Linked DNA regions of Rattus norvegicus: all the other regions are linked to region 3. A link is a contact called in public Hi-C data. All regions are on one chromosome and are shown on one strand. Each heading gives the region's core, a stretch centred on a gene start, on an enhancer-like site or on the middle of the called end of the contact. The rest is flanking DNA. Distances are from core to core; before and after follow the strand shown. Region 1 has its middle 190 kb from the start of Cd47. Region 2 holds the start of Ift57 (intraflagellar transport 57). Region 3 holds the start of Cd47 (Cd47 molecule).

The links. Hi-C and Micro-C count contacts between places; a contact is called where the count stands out from the background.
Region 1: a Hi-C map of the A7r5 cell line shows a contact between it and region 3, with 4 times the contacts expected there. The contact joins the enhancer-like site here to the promoter of Cd47 in region 3. A contact is called at or near these places in 5 of 12 Hi-C or Micro-C datasets (the A7r5 cell line, the Rat2 cell line, frontal cortex and 2 more).
Region 2: a contact with region 3 is called in a Hi-C map of liver, with 3 times the contacts expected there. The contact joins the promoter of Ift57 here to the promoter of Cd47 in region 3. A contact is called at or near these places in 4 of 12 Hi-C or Micro-C datasets (Schwann cells, frontal cortex, liver and 1 more).

What each region holds. Positions count from the first base shown.
Region 1 is chr11:64,248,559-64,251,258 of GRCr8, forward strand. No RefSeq gene overlaps it. Among named protein-coding and RNA genes, the nearest start is that of Cd47, 190 kb to the right of the region's middle. Within about 2 kb of position 1,328, at least 2 of the 93 cell types and tissues checked have an H3K27ac peak or open chromatin away from gene starts, as enhancers often do. A contact at or near this core is called in the A7r5 cell line, where this site is marked.
Region 2 is chr11:64,592,205-64,594,904 of GRCr8, forward strand. Ift57 (intraflagellar transport 57) reads right to left here and starts at 1,341. Exons shown (of 11, transcript NM_001107093.1): 1 at 1,086-1,341. The coding sequence starts at 1,297.
Region 3 is chr11:64,436,837-64,439,536 of GRCr8, forward strand. It overlaps Cd47 (Cd47 molecule), which reads right to left and starts at 1,352. Exons shown (of 9, transcript NM_019195.2): 1 at 1,192-1,352. The coding sequence starts at 1,237.

The DNA of each region.
Region 1 (2,700 bases), core at 78-2,577, 190 kb before region 3:
AGTGAGGAAATTATCAAGTTTGAGTAATTTGTCAAGGCTCATGCAACAGGTAGAGCCCAGTTTGATCTGATCCAACTATCAATTAATTTAAGCATGCTAGAATGATCCTTCAGCTTCTTCGAAGAGTACAAATGTTTCTGTTTCAGTAATGGTTTTACCCAATTGCCTGGCTTGTAGCCAAGAGTTTTCTTTCTTCTTTCTCAGCTAGATACCTTGGTGACCAGTCTTTCAGTCAATGGGCAGTTAGACTGCATTTTGTAAAGCTTGGAAAATGATAGTTTGGGGAAGCAACACTGATCTGGTGTTTATAGCGGCCCCTTTGTTGGTTTCCAGAACATCACCTAACTAATTGCATATCCAGAGTCAATTAACTTTGTTAATTTTCATCTATAAAATTGAAATAATATTGCAACCTTGCAATGTTGCTGGGGAAGTGAGATTCTATAACATAAAGTGCCCTGTTCAACGCAGACAGCTGATAGCATTTGTCAGATACTGAATTCCCTTCTGCTTCCTTTCCTGTCATTCATGGATGGGGTGCTGTATCTGTCTTTTCAAAGTTGGCAATGTGTCTAAGAGAATTTTGAGTGCCTTCGTTTGACAGGCAGACTTTGTCCTAACTTTGGAAGGATTGTGAAACTCCGAACTAAGCAGTTTTCCTATGTGATGTTCTGATCTCCATATTGTCTCCATACCCCTACCAAAGAGATTTCATGATAACACACCCGAGATACTCGAGACTCAAGAGTTCTGGTTCGGTCCCTTCCTTTGGAGTCATCTGGAATTAAAAAGCTCTTCTAGATTGTGTTATCTTTTTCTGCTGGGATGAATTTGATTTCTTTGACAAACTCAAGCCACTCGCCTCCAGGTGGAGCTGCGAGAGAGAGAGAGAGAGAGAGAGAGAGAGAGAGAGAGAGAGAGAGAGAGAGAGAGAGAGAGAATGGAGATGGAGGAAAGCAAAATAGGTTTGTTCCCCCAGAGAACCAGCCAGGGGAAGATACAATGAAACGAGAAATGGTGCATGATCCGAGGGGATTTGCTGGGAAGAGAAGTGACATGTGAACTCATTCAGCCAGTTTAATTCCACAGGAATCTGAAGAGACTACCAATGTGCTTGGCCAGCCCAGAATAGGATGCAAAAGAAACTAGACACGGTCCCCTCGGAGCTGACAGTCTGGGAGTGGCTGCTTACTGACACAGGACTGAACCCCAGAAGACTCTGAGTAACTCAGAGAAGGAACCAAGATGCAGGTGAAGGCATGGCTTCTAAGGTCAGAGAGAGGCTATTAGCTTTGTGTGTGCCGCTGTCTCCCAGGCACTGAATTAGATGACTCAAATAAATGATCTCATTCGACTTAATCCTAAAAACAGACCTTTGACACGAGAGCCTGTTCTGATGGGGAGGAAAGTGAAGCATGAAAACCAAATACTCTACCAGCGATTCGACTGCAAGTGAGCTTTAAGATGAAAAGCTAATGTGGCTATAGGAGACTCTGAGCTCTCTGAAGCCATGGCTGCTAGCTATAAGTCTAAGCTCTTCTAACTGTACTTCAGTTCCCCTGTGTGACAAATAGACAGCCCAACCCTAGGCTTACCATTTGTGTGGATTGACACTTTCTATGAATCAATCTGCCCCCCCCCACTTTAGTCCCTAATAACTGAGTACTTCTGGTATCCAATCACATGACCTTATCTCTAAATGAAAGATGCTCAGACTAGGGTGGGCTCCGACCCAAGGGAGGGAGGAGGAAACCTAGAGAGTGAGAGACACTATTGCTGTATCAGTTTTGTCTCTCCTGGGCATGATCCCAGTGAGCCCATGATATAACCTTACAGTAACCCCTCACCCCATTCTGACCTGTTTGCTTGGACTAAATTGAGTTTCTGTTACCTGTGACCAACAAATCCCTAGATAGGACAAATGTGTTCCTCATTGTGAGGAATCCATGAGATAAGGTAAATTACAAAGGGCAAAGTTGATGAGACCATAGCTACTTTATCTTGGTGAGTAAAATAGCAATTTGGTTTTTATAATTGGGTTCCAAGGTTTTCGGTTCCTGGAATGTTTCATTATGTCCGAAGAAGGACATGCATAAATTTCCCTTCTGTGTGTTCTGCTGAGAATAATGAATATAGTTGATAGTCATGTCAAAATCAAGTCTTAAGAGTCATCAGGTTTTTTTTTGCATTTGGGATAAGTCAAGTGGCTCAAGCCTGGTCATCTGGTAACTGCTTTTTTCACTGGAGCCAGACAGCCCCTTTCAAAATCTCCTCTAGGGACTGCGTCTGGCTGAGTGACAGAAACTCCCGTTGAGTGACTGGCTGGCTGGCCACGCTGCTATCTCTACGTGTGTGATAATGACTCTGAGTGAGGTTTGACCGGAGATACTTCTATTTGATTTGGTTCGCTTACATTTCTGCTATGTGTCACTCAAGATCGCCAAAGCATACAAACATGGCGGGGAAGAGATCGCTGCGTCTGTGGAACGGAGATGCCAGGAAGCTTCGCACTGGGTCATTTAGAACCATCTTTGGAAAGTACATATGTTTATGTGTTCATGGGTTGGGGTGGTTCCTCTGTTTATGTTTGAGGTCAGACAGCAACATCCTCAAGTTGGGATCCACAGTGTGAACCCCGGGGGTTGACCGCAGGTCCTCAGGCTTGGCAGCAAGTGTTTTCACCCACTGAGCACCCACTGA
Region 2 (2,700 bases), core at 91-2,590, 160 kb after region 3:
AGGTATTAATAGAAGTGTAAGGCTATTTTCCCTTTGTTCGACAAATACATTTGAAAAACAACATTTTTATCAACACCGAAAATGTTGGCCATCTATGCTATTATGACCAACTCATTTTTAAATAATAATCCCAATCCTAAAACTTCTATTGTAGATCAGGATCAAGATGGTAATTTTTCTCCCTTACAGACTAATTTGGCATTGTGGACAGTTTGTATAAAAGCCCAAGAATCCTTCCAAATGTGTCTGGAAGAGGGTAAGAGCTCAAAACTGCCAAGAGAAATTATATGAGCCTACCCAGAGATGGTAAAAGAAAGTATGTTAGTTCTTTTTTATTTCTTCTTTCAGAATAAAACAAATACAAGTTTTAAAGTGAAGGAAAAGCAATAAAACAGTTATCACTAAGCTACCATGATTACCTGTGGGAGTTTTGTCTATCACTCTTGGCAACTAATGGCACTGCCTTCAGGATATTTCAAACTTTTCCCACCACGGCAAGCACGAAACTTTAGGCCCTATAATGAGGGCCATTCCAACACTTATTGTTTCTTTTGCCTTCTCCACTCTCCGGTTTCTAAGAGTATTATTGCAAAAGTATTAAGTCCTTTGAACCATAGTAATTAGCCCACAAGTTTACGTACTACATAAAAAGTGCTCCTCAACACGGTCCTAAGTAATCACAGTTGTCAGTTTAGGAAGTCTAGCGAAGGAAAACAAAAACTAGAAAGAGATGTAAATGATAAGGCCACTCATCTCTAGAGATCGTTTTTTTTTTTTCCCTTTCAACTGTGGGTATTTTATTACACTTAAAACAAGATTTGTGCTTGGTAGACGGTGCGTGTCTGTTTCAAAGAATAAACAGGCTATCTTCCCCAGGCCTCCCTGCCATTTCAAAACTTGTTTACTTTCTCCACAAAATGATCAGGTCTGAAAAACTCCACCTTCCTCGGTGCAGAAGTTCCCTTCCAGAGCAAAGAAGACAGAGGACTGGACGTGCGGATCCCCGCGTGGGGTCTGCGCCTCACGTAGGAGGGGGCGTCCCCCTGGGGCCCAGCCAGCACCCGGCGCTGGGGCACAGCACGCACCTGGACGGGGGCTTCAGATTGCTCTTTCGGAGTAGCTCCTCCTCGTAGCGGAGCAGCTTCAGCTTCTCCACTAAGTCTTCCATCACCACGAACATGTGGTAGGCCGCTCCCGGCCCGCGCTCCACCACCGCCTCCCCAGCGCCTTCCCCGCGAGCCCGAGACACCCCATCGTCCAAGCCCGACGGCGGGATCACCGCGGCCGCGGCAGCCATCGCTGCTCAGATCCACAGGGCCGGGCTGGACCCGGGCTAGGATCTCTGCGGCCACCGCCGCCCGCACCCCGCAGACCGCCCTGTCGCCAACGTTACCAGGCGACCGCAGGGCTGCCGGTCACCATGGCAACTAGACCCCGCCCCCTTTAGGTTCAGCCGGCCTCTCTAAATTCTCGCCAACCAAAGCTGGGTTTCGCCACGACGTCACGCCATGCCGGTCCCTGGCCTAGGAAGTAGCTCCGCCCTGTAGGCGTGGCGTTTATTCCCCCGCCCCTTCGGGGGACTTTCACGCGAGTCTTAAAGGCCCAGGCTCTTTAATTCTGCGTGCTCAGTACAGCCAAGAGGAGCGGAGGATCTGGTATTCTGCTCAGGGCTGCTGATTGAACCGACATCTGATCTTCTAGGTAGCAATTCAAAGGACTGAAACGAAGCGGAACAGAGTATTGGAGGCTATGCTTGCTCAGTGATTCTTGTTTTATGTTTTTCAAAGTGGGAAGTTATCGTAGTTGTGGTGAACTCAGGTTCATTTTCCCTCAGAAATACCACCCACAAGACTGCTTGTTTATTTCTTAACTTAATTGTTTATTAGATAATGCTAGGCTTACTAGTATATTCTAAATAAGACTTGATACAAGGGTAAGTAATCACTCCAGTTTTAGGAAAATGGTTGCTTGGAAGAGGGTGGCTTGGGAAAGGATTTATACTACACGCTCATCGCCCTCATAATCTGTTCCAAGCCCATGCAGATGTAAATTCTTGAGTACTAATGAAATCTGACAAAATATAGTATCTGGAAAGGAAGTTCTGCTTTGCAGCACTTACATTAGATAAGAAAATTTTTTCTATTACAGCTGCAGGTACTGACCTAGAAAACACATGGAGACATAACTGACCACGGATATGACTTATCCTTATAGTGCTAAGAAAAGTGCTGTATCAGGCAGTTTTCCTAACAGTTAAAAGTAAGAAGTGAAGCGAAGAGTAGTGCCAGGCACTTTTTTTTTTTTTTTAATCTTTTTTTTTCCGGAGCTGAGGACCGAACCCAGGGCCTTGGGCTTGCTAGGCAAGCGCTCTACCATTGAACTAAATCCCCAACCCCATACCAGCTACTTCTTAAGATGACTCTGAAGCAAGAGGTCAAACATTTGTCGGATTAGCCCTGTGCCTGTCAAGGGATCATCAACATGTTGTATCACACCCTAAAAACTGTAGAAGAATCATATTTTTGACATAGCTAAAGTCTGAAACATATTTGTAAAACCCTTGTGATAAGATGAAGAGTTTATCTTCCTCATCAGCCTTGTTTCTGATACTAATAAAGGTATCCGAATGAAGAACAACACTATTCATCAAATAAAAGACACACATAAAACTACTGATTGATGTAGAACATAAAGTAAGGG
Region 3 (2,700 bases), core at 102-2,601:
ATACCAACAATTTAGATAACATAGGTCTTTATTATTATCAGCTTCGGCACCCAGGATGCTTGGGAGGGGGAAGTGGTGGGCAGAGGATTAAGGACATCTTGGAAACACATCCCAAACACTGGTCTTTACAAGTGGCACACTGAGGTTAACCATCAGTTTAACGTTCAGTTAATTCAGCATCCTAAGACAAATTTAACATTTTGCTGTTATCCTGCTTCAAGTCTGTTCCGATTCTTACCAAAAGTTCGCAGAGGAATGTGCGGATGTGAAGCTTGACGGGCAGTATATGGTCATAAAAATTCCTATTCTTTCCTCGGCTTTTACAAAGGAGGCACGCGTTTATAAACAGCAAAATACTTTACAAAAGAGGGGGGTGCATCCGTGGCAATTACTGTCTTTAGACGACTGGTAATAGCTGGGCAAAATCCAAAAATACGTTTCCTCCAAAGGAGAAAAAAAAAAAACAACTTTAATCTACAATAAGGAATATATTAAAGTGCTGGCGAGCGGAGGGGGGGTAGCGGGGGTGTCACGAGAAAGTGTTTCCAGGAAGCTTGTTTTTAGGATTCAAAACAACAACCACCAAAATACGCGGCCAGGGAAAAAAAAGAAAAAAAAAACAAGCTTTGATAAAAGCTGGGTGGGAAATAAAACTTGGGTCCATCGTGTTCTCTCTGCTCCAGTGCTTACGCGGTAGAGCAAAAGCCTTTCTGGTCGACTTCACCAAAATGCGCACTTCATCACAAGAGGCCCGGTCCTCCCACTCTAGTCCTTCAACCCCAAATGCTGCGCGAAAGCCCCCAGAAAGGAGAGGGGTGCGAGAAGAGGGGAGTGGGGTCCCCGGCAGCTGCCCCCTCGCTTTCTTTGCAGTTCGGTTTTGCACAGTTGCGGTTGTTCCCAGTCTTCCTTACGTGTGCGCACTGAAGAGTGAGGAGCTTCAGTCCGCTCTCCCCGAGGGGGAAAGGGACTAGGGAAGGAGAGCAGAGGGAGGAGGCAGGAGCACAGATGCCCCGCCGGGCCCTCCCACAGTGGCGCTCCGAGTGCACAGGGCCCGCGCATCCCGCCACCCTCTCCTCTTCTCTCTGCTCTCCTCCGGGCGCCGCCTGGCCGGCGGGGGTGCAGCCCACACTCCTGCGGGGGCGCCTGGGTGCTGCGCACCAGCCTGAGAGCCGGGATCCCCAAGCCACTCACCGCAGCAGCAGGAGCCCAGCAACAGCGCCGCCGCCAAGGGCCACATCTCCGCGCCGCCGGGGGGTCGCCGCCGCAGGTGTCTGGAGCAGCCGCCGCCTCCGCTGCCTTCAAGAGAACGACCAGCAGCGCCGCAGCCGTGATAGGCAGGAACGGCCGCCCAGGCTGCCCGGGGTACGCGCGTGCGCGTGCTCGCCGCCCCGCGCCCGCGCCCGCTCCCACGCCCCGCTAGCCGCGCACGCGCACTCCGCCCCGCCTGGCCGCCTCTGCTCGTTGACGTGAAGCCAGCCTCACACCCAGCTCTGGGCAGGCTCTGGCGGGGAGCGCCAAGCACTAGCCTGTTCCCGGGCTGTGCGAGCTGCACTCTCTGCTCACGGCCGGTCTCTCCAGCTCTCTTCCGGCTTCGTGTCCTGGGCCGGCCTGAAAGACGGAGCGTGGAGCACACACGCTCACTGGAACTCACAGCACGCGCCCCATGCGCAGCCAGGCGGCTCTCCACTCTCCCTGGCCAAGCTCGCCCTGACCTCGGAGCCGCCCAACCCCAGCCCAAGTCCCCCTCCCTCCTCTCCCGGTGTGGGCTCTGCTGGTTTTCACGACCTTCCCTCCCAAGGCTTGCGGCCCTGGAGCCTCGGGGCAGGGCGGAGAGAGGGCGCTGTGACCAGGTGCTGGCCCCCAAGGAGCTCCTTCCCTCTGGCTCCCCCTGGCCCTGAGATCTCCCTGGTCTGACTTGTTCCAGAAGTGGACCTCCTCATCTGTTCTTCTTACTTTGTTGGCTGATATTTTCATCCCCCAAGCAGGGCTGGGTAATCAAGTTCCGTGCATAATAAGCAGTTTAAAACGAGAAGAGGAAAACCACGATGGGGAAAGGGAGACAGACAAGGACTGTGGCAGACCCATTGTGAGTAGACAGATCCATGACACTACCAGCAATGTTGGGAAACTGGCTTATGTCTGCATCCTTGTGTAGACCTCTGCCATGTTTTGGGGGTCAGTTCTTGAATAGTGGGTTTAAAAATGTAGCTCTAAGCCACACCCTTCATCCCGAGGCAAAAGTTCTTTGAGTAAAAGGACTTGATCTCAGTGGTAAGGGATGCACACCTCTGTCCATCCCTTGGGTCGCATTCTCTGACCTGAACTGAAAGGCAGTTAAAATAGCTGTCACACTACTGCACTTCTTAAAATCTTCTACCCCCAGCCATCTCCTTCTAAATATCCAGTGTAACAGTAACACAATTCAGGATAAAAATTGCCACTGTCTATGGTGCTGTGACAGAGTGTCCTTATTTCATGATTATTTTTCTAAGGAGACAACCACTTCCTCCCAGACAGGGTACCAACAACAAACTAAATTTGAGTTCCCCCAAAGTCAGTCTTAGTACCACTTAGGGCTGTGAGAGGTGCAGGAGGAAGCAGCTGGAATCTCAAGTAAGAGGTCAATGACCCTCCTCCTGACACTCTACTTCCCTGAGGGAACATCCACAGTCAGCAGACCCTATCTTGAGAGTCACAAGT